2 separate regions of the Mus musculus genome follow, and region 1 is linked to region 2. A link is a contact called in public promoter capture Hi-C data. All regions are on one chromosome and are shown on one strand. The core of a region is the stretch at or near the end of the contact, and the rest is flanking DNA. Distances in the headings are between cores, read along the strand shown.

What was found. Promoter capture Hi-C pulls out the DNA fragments that hold promoters and counts their contacts.
Region 1: a promoter capture Hi-C map of embryonic stem cells shows a contact between it and region 2, with 2.4 times the contacts expected there. The contact joins the enhancer-like site here to the promoter of Traf3ip2 in region 2. A contact is called at or near these places in 10 of 39 promoter capture datasets (the 3T3-L1 cell line, the C10 cell line, the HPC-7 cell line and 7 more), 1 of 15 datasets of contacts at CTCF or cohesin (the NIH/3T3 cell line), 12 of 484 Hi-C or Micro-C datasets (CD4 T cells, the HPC-7 cell line, MC3T3-E1-derived osteoblasts and 8 more), 4 of 115 datasets of contacts at active chromatin or transcription factors (the SCID.adh cell line, embryonic stem cells, hepatocytes and 1 more) and 4 of 9 other capture datasets (adipose tissue, liver, macrophages and 1 more).

Annotation. Positions count from the first base shown.
Region 1 is chr10:39,715,052-39,719,196 of GRCm38.p6, forward strand. The region is part of intron 1 of E130307A14Rik (RIKEN cDNA E130307A14 gene); the gene reads right to left. Among named protein-coding and RNA genes, the nearest start is that of E130307A14Rik, 15 kb to the right of the region's middle. Within about 2 kb of position 2,075, at least 12 of the 459 cell types and tissues checked have an H3K27ac peak or open chromatin away from gene starts, as enhancers often do. A contact at or near this core is called in the SCID.adh cell line and embryonic stem cells, where this site is marked.
Region 2 is chr10:39,611,340-39,615,745 of GRCm38.p6, forward strand. It overlaps Traf3ip2 (TRAF3 interacting protein 2), which reads left to right and starts at 1,595. Exons shown (of 9, transcript NM_134000.3): 1 at 1,595-2,007. Gm16364 (predicted gene 16364) reads right to left here and starts at 2,343. Exons shown (of 6, transcript NR_152259.1): 1 at 2,145-2,343.

The DNA.
Region 1 (4,145 bases), core at 825-3,324, 100 kb after region 2:
TCTATGGAGTGCTCCAGAGAGCTGCTGCTGGTCTACTGCAGCCCACTTGGTTATGAGACCAAGAGTCCTTTTGCTCAAGGCAGTGGGAATAGAAAGAGAGACTCCAACAGCTGCTGTTGGGAGCCACATTGCTCCCGCCTCTCAACATCACTGCATATCTACAGGGAAATGAGCATCACAAGAAGTGCTTAAAATACAAACATAAAGAATTTACCAACACTAATAGTGATCTTAGTAGAGCTAAATAATGCTTTTACAGTGCTTGACATCTACTGGTGACCTAGGGAAATGTGTCCTCCTATTTGTCCCAACACCACTGTTAAAAATTTCCCTCCTTTTTAAGCAGAATTGTTCATGCTCATTCTCTCTCATTCTTCCTCCCCAACCCCTCCACGCCCAACTCCCTGTTCAAGACAGGGTTTCTCTGTGTAGCCCTGGCTGTCCTGGAACTCAAATTGCGGACTATGCTGGCCTCGAACTCCCAGAGATCTGCCTTCCTCTGCCTCCCAAGTGCTGGGACTAAAGGTGTGCAGCACCCACCCCCTCCCTAGGCTGCTGTGTCATTGTTTACCTTATTGCTTACTTACTACCTTAGCTGTCCATCCTTTCTCATTCTTCCAGAAATGAGCTACTCTCAAGAGTGAGCATCATATATCTGATTCACACAATTTTACTATTACCTTAATCTTCACATTAAGCTCTAGTTTAGTTTCTCTATGAGAGAGCTTGTTAATATTCAAAATGCTGGAGTTCCATACTCAGAAAGTCAAAATTAATAAGCTTAAGGTGGACCATGAGACTGAATTTCCAACAGAGTTTGAGGTGATGCTGCTGCTGAATCAATGACCCCACACTGAGGACAATACTCTCGTTCCATGTTCCCAACTGTCTAACAGTCTGCACCTGGTTATCAACGGGCATTTTGTTGTGGTCTGTTTTGAAACAGAAGTTTCACTGTGTAGCCCTGGCTGACTTGGAACTAGCTATGCAGAGCAACTGTCTCAAACTCAGAGAGATCCATGTGTCTCTGCCTTCTAAGTGCTGGTAAAAAGGCACACTCAACCTTCATGTAGGGATTTTTTTTTTTTTTTTAACTAAAGCTTAGGAACAATTTTGTAATTTGGACTAAACAATACAAAGCAGAATTTATCAAGGATCTCACTGAATCAAGATAAAGGCCGAAGAACCACATTCCAAGTAAGAAAGGAACTGTTTGCCAGTAAGAACTTACTTCTAAGGTCTTACTGTATCTGTGTGACGATTTAAAGCCCGGAGACTCGGCAGATGTTCCTGCAAGGAATGGAAGGTGTTTGCCATACCCCCAGACACCAGGCTCCTGACACAAGTCTCAGCTCTCCATAATTCTGTGGCCATCAGTCGTATAGGGCAATGTTCCAAGCAAGCTCCTGGTATTGTTTCAACTCCACCCCACAGTTACCTGGCAATAGCCAGGTACCCCTGGCCCACTATAAAAGGGGCTGTTTTCCTCCTCCTCCTCCCTCTCTTACTCTTACTCTCTTAGTTTTGCCTCTCTCTCTCTTGCCCTCTTGCTTCCCCTCTCTCCCTCCCCTCCCCCCTCCATGTGGCCATGGCCGGCCTCTTTTCTCTTCTTCTCCTCTTCTCCTCCTCTCCTTTCCTCTCCCTCCCCCCCCCCCCCCCCCCCCCCCCCCCGCCTTTCTCTGCCTCTACTACCTCTTAGCTCCCCTTCCTAGACACTCCTACCTGCAAAAGGTATTTAACCTCAGGCTCGCCAGAACAAGCCAAGGGCACTCTCCTCCCCATCTTTTCCCTTTGGCCCTGGGCTAGAGCCAGCCTGCAGGCTGACACTCCATTCTCAGCTCCTCTGAGGCATCCAGCAGCATCTGCAGTGCCCAAGAGTTTGAGAACTTGTCATTCTCAGCCTCCTTGCAGGCCCAGGGACCCCAGAACAGGCTCTTCTGTGGCACCCAGCGGCTCTGTGGTGCCTAAGAGTCCAAGCCAACTCCGGCAGTCCACGGGGACCATAGACTGTGCTTTCTCATCCCAAAAGCGGAGTCCTGAGGCTTCTCACAGCCTAACACCCACCTGGTGGCAGCATGCGGTGTGCACTGTCAAACTTCCAGTGCTCTGCTTCACCCAGCAGCCAGAGTCCTGGGCTCCACATGGGCCACCATTTTAACCCACAAGAGAACACTGGGAAGAGCAGACTCACATTTCTTAAACTATAAGCCAAACACCTCTACTTGCCCCCAGTTTCCTTCAATCATAATCTTTTATTATATCAACAAAAGGTAACTAATACTATAGATTAAGAACAGAATTTTTAAAAGATAATATCACTACTCTATAAAATTAAAAAAAAAAAACCGGGGGAGGGAGGGTATGGGGGACTTTTGGGATAGCATTTGAAATGTAAATGAAGAAAATACCTAATTTTAAAAAAGTTTAAAGTTAAAAACAAAACAAAACAAAAAGCCCAGAGGTGGGCGTGGTGGCGCATGCCTTTAATCCCAGCACTCTGGAGGCAAAGGCAGGCGGATTTCTGAGTTAGAGGCCAGCCTGGTCTACAAAGTGAGTTCCAGGACAGCCAGAGCTATACAGAGAAACCCTGTTTTCTCTGTATAGAGAAAACAAAACAAAAACAAAAAACAAAACAAAACAACAAAAAACAAAACAAAACAACAAAAAAAACCAACCAAAACAAACAAATAAAATAAAATAAAAAAACCTAAATTTTCTTCCTCTTCTTTACCATAGTTTTTAGTCTTCCTTTTCAACACGGTTTTTAGTCTTTTAATTTACCAATCATTAAAGTTACACAAGAACCTAACAGCTATTAATTTTTTTCCAGCAACTATTTTAGAAAATCCTAAAATAGTTTACAATGGTTATGCTAAAAAATAAAGCAAACAAATCCCTTAAAGTTGTAAATAAAAAAGTCCACTTAATTATAAGCACTACACATTTATTTCCGAAAGCTGTAACCCTCAGCACAACTAACGTAAGCTGTGGAACACTTGTTAGTCTCTCAATCTGAGTATGAACTAAGCAGCCTTCTACCACACAGTGCCTCTTGTCCTAACTGGCGGGAAGTACTGAGATAAAGGCTGATGCCCACATGAAAAACACAACACAATTTACTTTAAATCTTATTTTAAAGGGTCCTAGCATGAATTACATAGAAAATGTTACTTTTAAAGCCTAATAAAGTGCCCATTAAAAGTACTGTCTTACTTAGGGTTTTACTGCTGTGAACAGACACCATGACCAAGGCAACATTTCATTGGCGCTGGCTTACAGGTTCAGAGGTTCAGTCCATTATCATCAAGGCAGGAACACGGCAGCATCCAGGCAGGCACGGTATAGGAGGAGCTGAGAGTTCTACATCTTCATCTGAAGGCTGCTAGTAGAATACTGGCCTCCAGGCAGTTAGGATGAGGTTCTTATAGCCCATACCCAGGGTAACAAACCTACTCCAATAGGGCCACACCTTCTAATAGTGCCACTCCCTGGGCAGAGTATATACAAACCATCACAAATACTTACTGGGGCTGTAAAGATGGCTCAGTAGAAGTGACCGATGCACAAGCCTGCAGACCCGAATTTTTATCCCTAGCACCCACAAAGACAAAAGCCCAAGTATGGCTGATAACATTTGTAACCCCAGCACTGGGGTTAGGTGAACTAAGATAGGTGGATCCTACAGGCTTGCTGAACAGTCAGGCTAGCCAAACAGCAAGTTCTAGGTTCACTGATAGACACTGTCTGAAAAAAAAATAAGATGGAGAATGTGGAATACATAATGACACCACCACCACACACATACACGCATGCACGCACACACACACACACACACACACACACACACACGCTCTGTCCTCTCCTCCCTCCCCCACTCCATGATGTGCTCATGGCCGACTCTACTTCTTTACTCCTCTACATACTCTACTCACTCCTTCTGTCTCTGTCTGTCCGTCTCTCCCTTTCTCTGCCTCTACTACACTCTTAACTCCCTTCCCCATGCACTCTATTCTTACTATAAAAATAAATAAATAAATAAATAAATAAGAGTGCTTCTTACTCTTTTCGTTTTGTTGAAAGAGAGACACATTTCTCTATTAGATTCTCTCAGTGTATGAGGCAAGCACATACAGAGGGAGATTATG
Region 2 (4,406 bases), core at 345-2,844:
GAAGTTTCTCGGCGCAGGAGACTCTCTATAAACAGTTTACATCCTTGGGCTGCTTTCCAGGAGGGGCCCAGCAGATGCTCTCAGCAAGGAGCTGTTATCCCATTCCCCAAACTCAGGATGGATTCAGAGAGGAGGGGTGCCCAGCAACCTCAGACAAGCCTTAGGCTTGCTGCCTTTCCCCCAGGCCACAGCTCTCATTGGGTGGAGACTGGCTGTCCTGACTCCTCATGGAAAGGGTTCCAAAGGCAGAGGTTTCCAGAAACTACTCTGAGGCTCATCTCAGCCCATTTAAGGACAGCTATGAGAAATGAGTTCATCTTCTCTCCTCTACCACCCCTTCCATGCCTTCCTTTCCTGTTCTCCTTTCAATGCTGACAGCTGCCCCTCCCCAATTACCCTCGTTTCAGCCACTCCACAAGGAGTGTTGTTTTCCCCCAACCCCTAAGATCTAATAATAATGTTCGAGGCAGAAAGTTCAAGGCTGAGCTAATAAATATGGGACTATCAGGCCTGTGTTACCAGGCTCAGCTACAGCCATTTCTGACGTGATGATCCAACAGGTATACAGTGACTGCCTACAATGTCATAAGCAGTGTCCTACATGCTGGGGACACCTCTCTCTCTCTGTCACTACATATATATATATATATTGTCAAGAATAATGTTTTATTAAATAATTTCTCAAAGCCACCTTCCCATGTTTGTACAAATAATACAAATGAATACAAATTTTCATTGTTTTAACAGCTAAGTAGTACTTCATTGTAAGAACACACCACAATGTGTACCACTTTATTATAAAGTTTTAAAAACAAGCCACATTCCCTTTGTTTATAATGTGTGGTACAACTTTAAGTGTAATACTTAGGCAGACCTGGGGCAATCTGATTGAGGACATTTTGGGCAATGTTCCCTATGCAAGAGTGGAGAGACTGGACTGGCTCAGTCTGAGACACTTTCTATGGTAGAGGGGGGAAGTTCAGTGGCTGCGATCAGTGCTGGCTGGTGGCCTGAGAGTTCACACCCGGACTGGCTCCCATCACCCTCCAGTGCTTTAGAAATAACCTGGATTTATATTACCCACACATAGCATGGTGCCATTGTTCTGCCTCCAGGATCCCTGTCTGTGCAATAAATTCTGTAGTGTACTGAATAAACAAAGGGAAAAGAAAGAAATAAACTTAAGATTGTGAAATGAGAGCCAGGCAGTGGTGGCACATGCCTTTAATCCCAGCGTTAGGAGGCAGAGGCAGGGGGATTTCTGAGTTCGAGGCCAGCCTGATCTAGAGAGTGAGTTCCAGGACAGCCAGGGCTACACAGAGAAACCCTGTCTCGAAAACAAAAACAAACAAAAAAGCAAAACAAACAAAAACCCAAATCAAAAGATTGTGAAATGAGAAGTCAGAGGTGTGTGTGTGTGTGTGTGTGTGTGTGTGTGTGTGTGTGTGTGTGTGATACAGTCCTGCACAGGGCTGTAGGCAGTGAATCCTTTGCCCCATAGTTACAGGCAGCAAATCTGTTTTGGTGAGTTAAAAAACACAGTTAAAAGTTCTTGCTTCATATTCCCTCCCATTATCAGGCCCAGGCTCGTTTGAAGCTGCTCAAGAATAAGCAGTGTGAAGACCGCAAGTTCTGTCTCCGGGAGACACCTTCTCAGGCGCTGCAGTAACCCAGAAGCCCGGGGCATTCCTCACAGTTTCTTATCTGGGTGGTAAAAGCAGGATGCAGCCTAATTGGTTGCTGGTTCTCTCTGGTGAACGCAAGAGGTTTCTGTTTTAAGAAATAAAGTGACTTCTTGGCGGTTGATTCACTGCCCCACGGGGAGAGGCTGAGCAGAGGCTTCCTCTCCGTAGAGATTTGCATACAGCATCCACTTCCTGCTCGAGAGCCTGCTCCACCACTTACCTGGGACTGGAGAGGGCGAGGGAGGTCTGAGCGGCCCAAGGTGGATCCCCGTGAGCAGAGCCAGCGACCACCCCCTGGGCCGTCTGTCGGTGGCGATCTTAGGTAAGTGAACTCACTGGTGCCTGGCTGCTCTGACCTCTTTAACCACTGGCCGGCTTTCCAGTCCACTGGCTTCTCTGTTGCCACAAGGTCCTGATCTCACTTCCCTCCGCCCTCCGCCCTCATGCCCCCACCTTTACCTTGTCCATCTGGAGGCCAGTTTGAGCTGAGACTGTGACAGAGTTCCAGCAGGAATGTGGCGCCAGTTTAGGGTTTCTCTCGGGCAGGCCTGGCTGAGTTTAACTCTATAAGGAGAGGCACACAGCACTACACGCTGCCGGGTTGGAGTTTTCAGTACTCATAGTCAGCCATCAAGAAATCAAAGTACGCAGTGAGTTCAGGGCCAGCCTGGGTGACGTAGCAAGAACCTGTCTTTAAAAACGAATCAAAACTGTTTCTCCAAGGAGGGAGCCATGGTAGAAAGGATTAAGTACTTGGCTTTCAGCCCAAGACACGTCAGGGACTGCGGGAAGGCCAACTCCCAGTTTTTCTCTATTTTATGCTGGGGGAAAATACCAGCCTCACATTCTTGGGTCAGAAAGTGCTCGCCGCCCCCCCCCCACATTCCCCCCCCCCCCAGGCCTCCATTTCCTTTAGCCAGTGGTTTGCTGGGTCTGGATGGTGCTGGGGAGGCCAGAGAAGAAACACTGGATCTTGGAAGCTGCCTTCTCTGTGACTTCCTAGTTCACAGTGGCCTCTTAGACTAGAGACTTTTTCTAAGGGTGTCGTGGAAAGAAACCAAATTAGTAATTGAAAAAAGCAGAAAACGTGCTTCCAAGTTCTCCCTCCACTTTGGTGTGGGTGCATCTCTTAGGCAATTCTCTTTGGCTCCCAGATGCCTGGATTTCTTCATCCACAAAGTGTGTGTGTGTGTGTGTGTGTGTGTGTGTGTGTGTATACATATGTGTGCACTCACACACTAACATGATTATGTCTAAATTCTTTTCTAAGAAACCAAGGCCAGGGTAGTCCCAGAAGGGTACTACCATAATGGGTGGTCTCTAAAACTTGTTTTGTTTACTGATTACTACACATATATATTTTACCCCTGCTACTAGTGCATTAGGAAGGCCTTTGCTTCTATTTTTCCAGCCCCCAGAACCTGGCATGTCATCAGATGCTGTAGAGGCACTCAATCTTGCACGTAAACTTTGAAAAAAAGTTTTTTTTTTTTTTTTCTCAGTTTCCCTCATCTGCTTTCCAGGGTGAAGGTCAAGCAGCTGTCAGGGCAGGCAGCCTGTGGTGGGGTGGTGGGGTGGTGGGGTGTTGGGGTGTTGGGGTGGTGGGGTGGTGGTGAGGTGGGGGTGGGGTAGCAGCTGCAGCTCTGCAGGAGAGCAGCCTAGAATCCAGCCATCATTTCTGGCTTTAACCACGCAGGGGGAAATGGGATTTCTTGAATTTAGCTCATGTCCCATGTGTTTACTGAGAGTCAAGGCAGGCTCCAGAGCTGGCAGACGATCCTGCTGCAGAGGCCAGGAGCTGGATCGGAAGGCACTCCAGGCCCCAGCAGTCCGTGTGTGGGCCTTTAATGGGAGGAGGGGAAAGGGAACAGAGCAACCACCCAGCACCATGTAAGGCTGGTGACTATGATTAGAGTCATCACCAGCTGGCAGATACGCTGGGTTCTTAACCTTTTCCAAACCACTGCTTTAAGAAACGTTATTATTGTTTCTTTTGAGCAACTACTTACTGTCAATACAGTTCCAGGAGCTTTGGGTATTGCTAAATTCTCTGTAGGGAATCCAGGCTCTGGTCTATAGCCTCATTTCTCTGTATTCTGGAATAAGGGCACGTTTGCTTGTGGTGAGTTCCTGATTCTTATTTCAAATCCTGAAGTGTTATCATCTGAAAGTGGGGTAGCAGCACTTTGATGGTAGAAGTGCCACCACAGCCACTCTTAATGTGGTGCTGCTCTCCCCAGTCATTCCACACAGGACAAGCGTTAGGGGGCAAATGATGCAGCCATTCTGACAGGTTCACTTTGTGGGGCCGCCTTAAGCAGGAGGGAGGGTCAGACAACGTTGCAGGATACTGTGGGACAAGAGAGTTTCTTAGCTTAGTGATTCTCAGAGGGCCCGAAGACACACAGTGTTCGAGCCTGCACGTCCCTGAATGAAGGGATTAGTGACTTTCAAATACACTGAAAATTAAGAGGAGAAAGCCCTATTTTCAGGCATCAGCAAGATAGATTACGGTGGCGTAGTTTGTCTAAATTAAATCAATGTCTTTCGTGTTGCAGAATGGAAATCTCAGATCCTGAATTCAAATCATTTTCTGCAGCAGGCAATTTTAGATTAGCTTTAAAAAGCATATCTGTATGAACTGTAGGCTCTAGGAAAGGATGCAGGTGGAGGTGTGGTCAACTTCCAGGTCCTTCCGTAGCCAAGTAAATGACCCTTAAA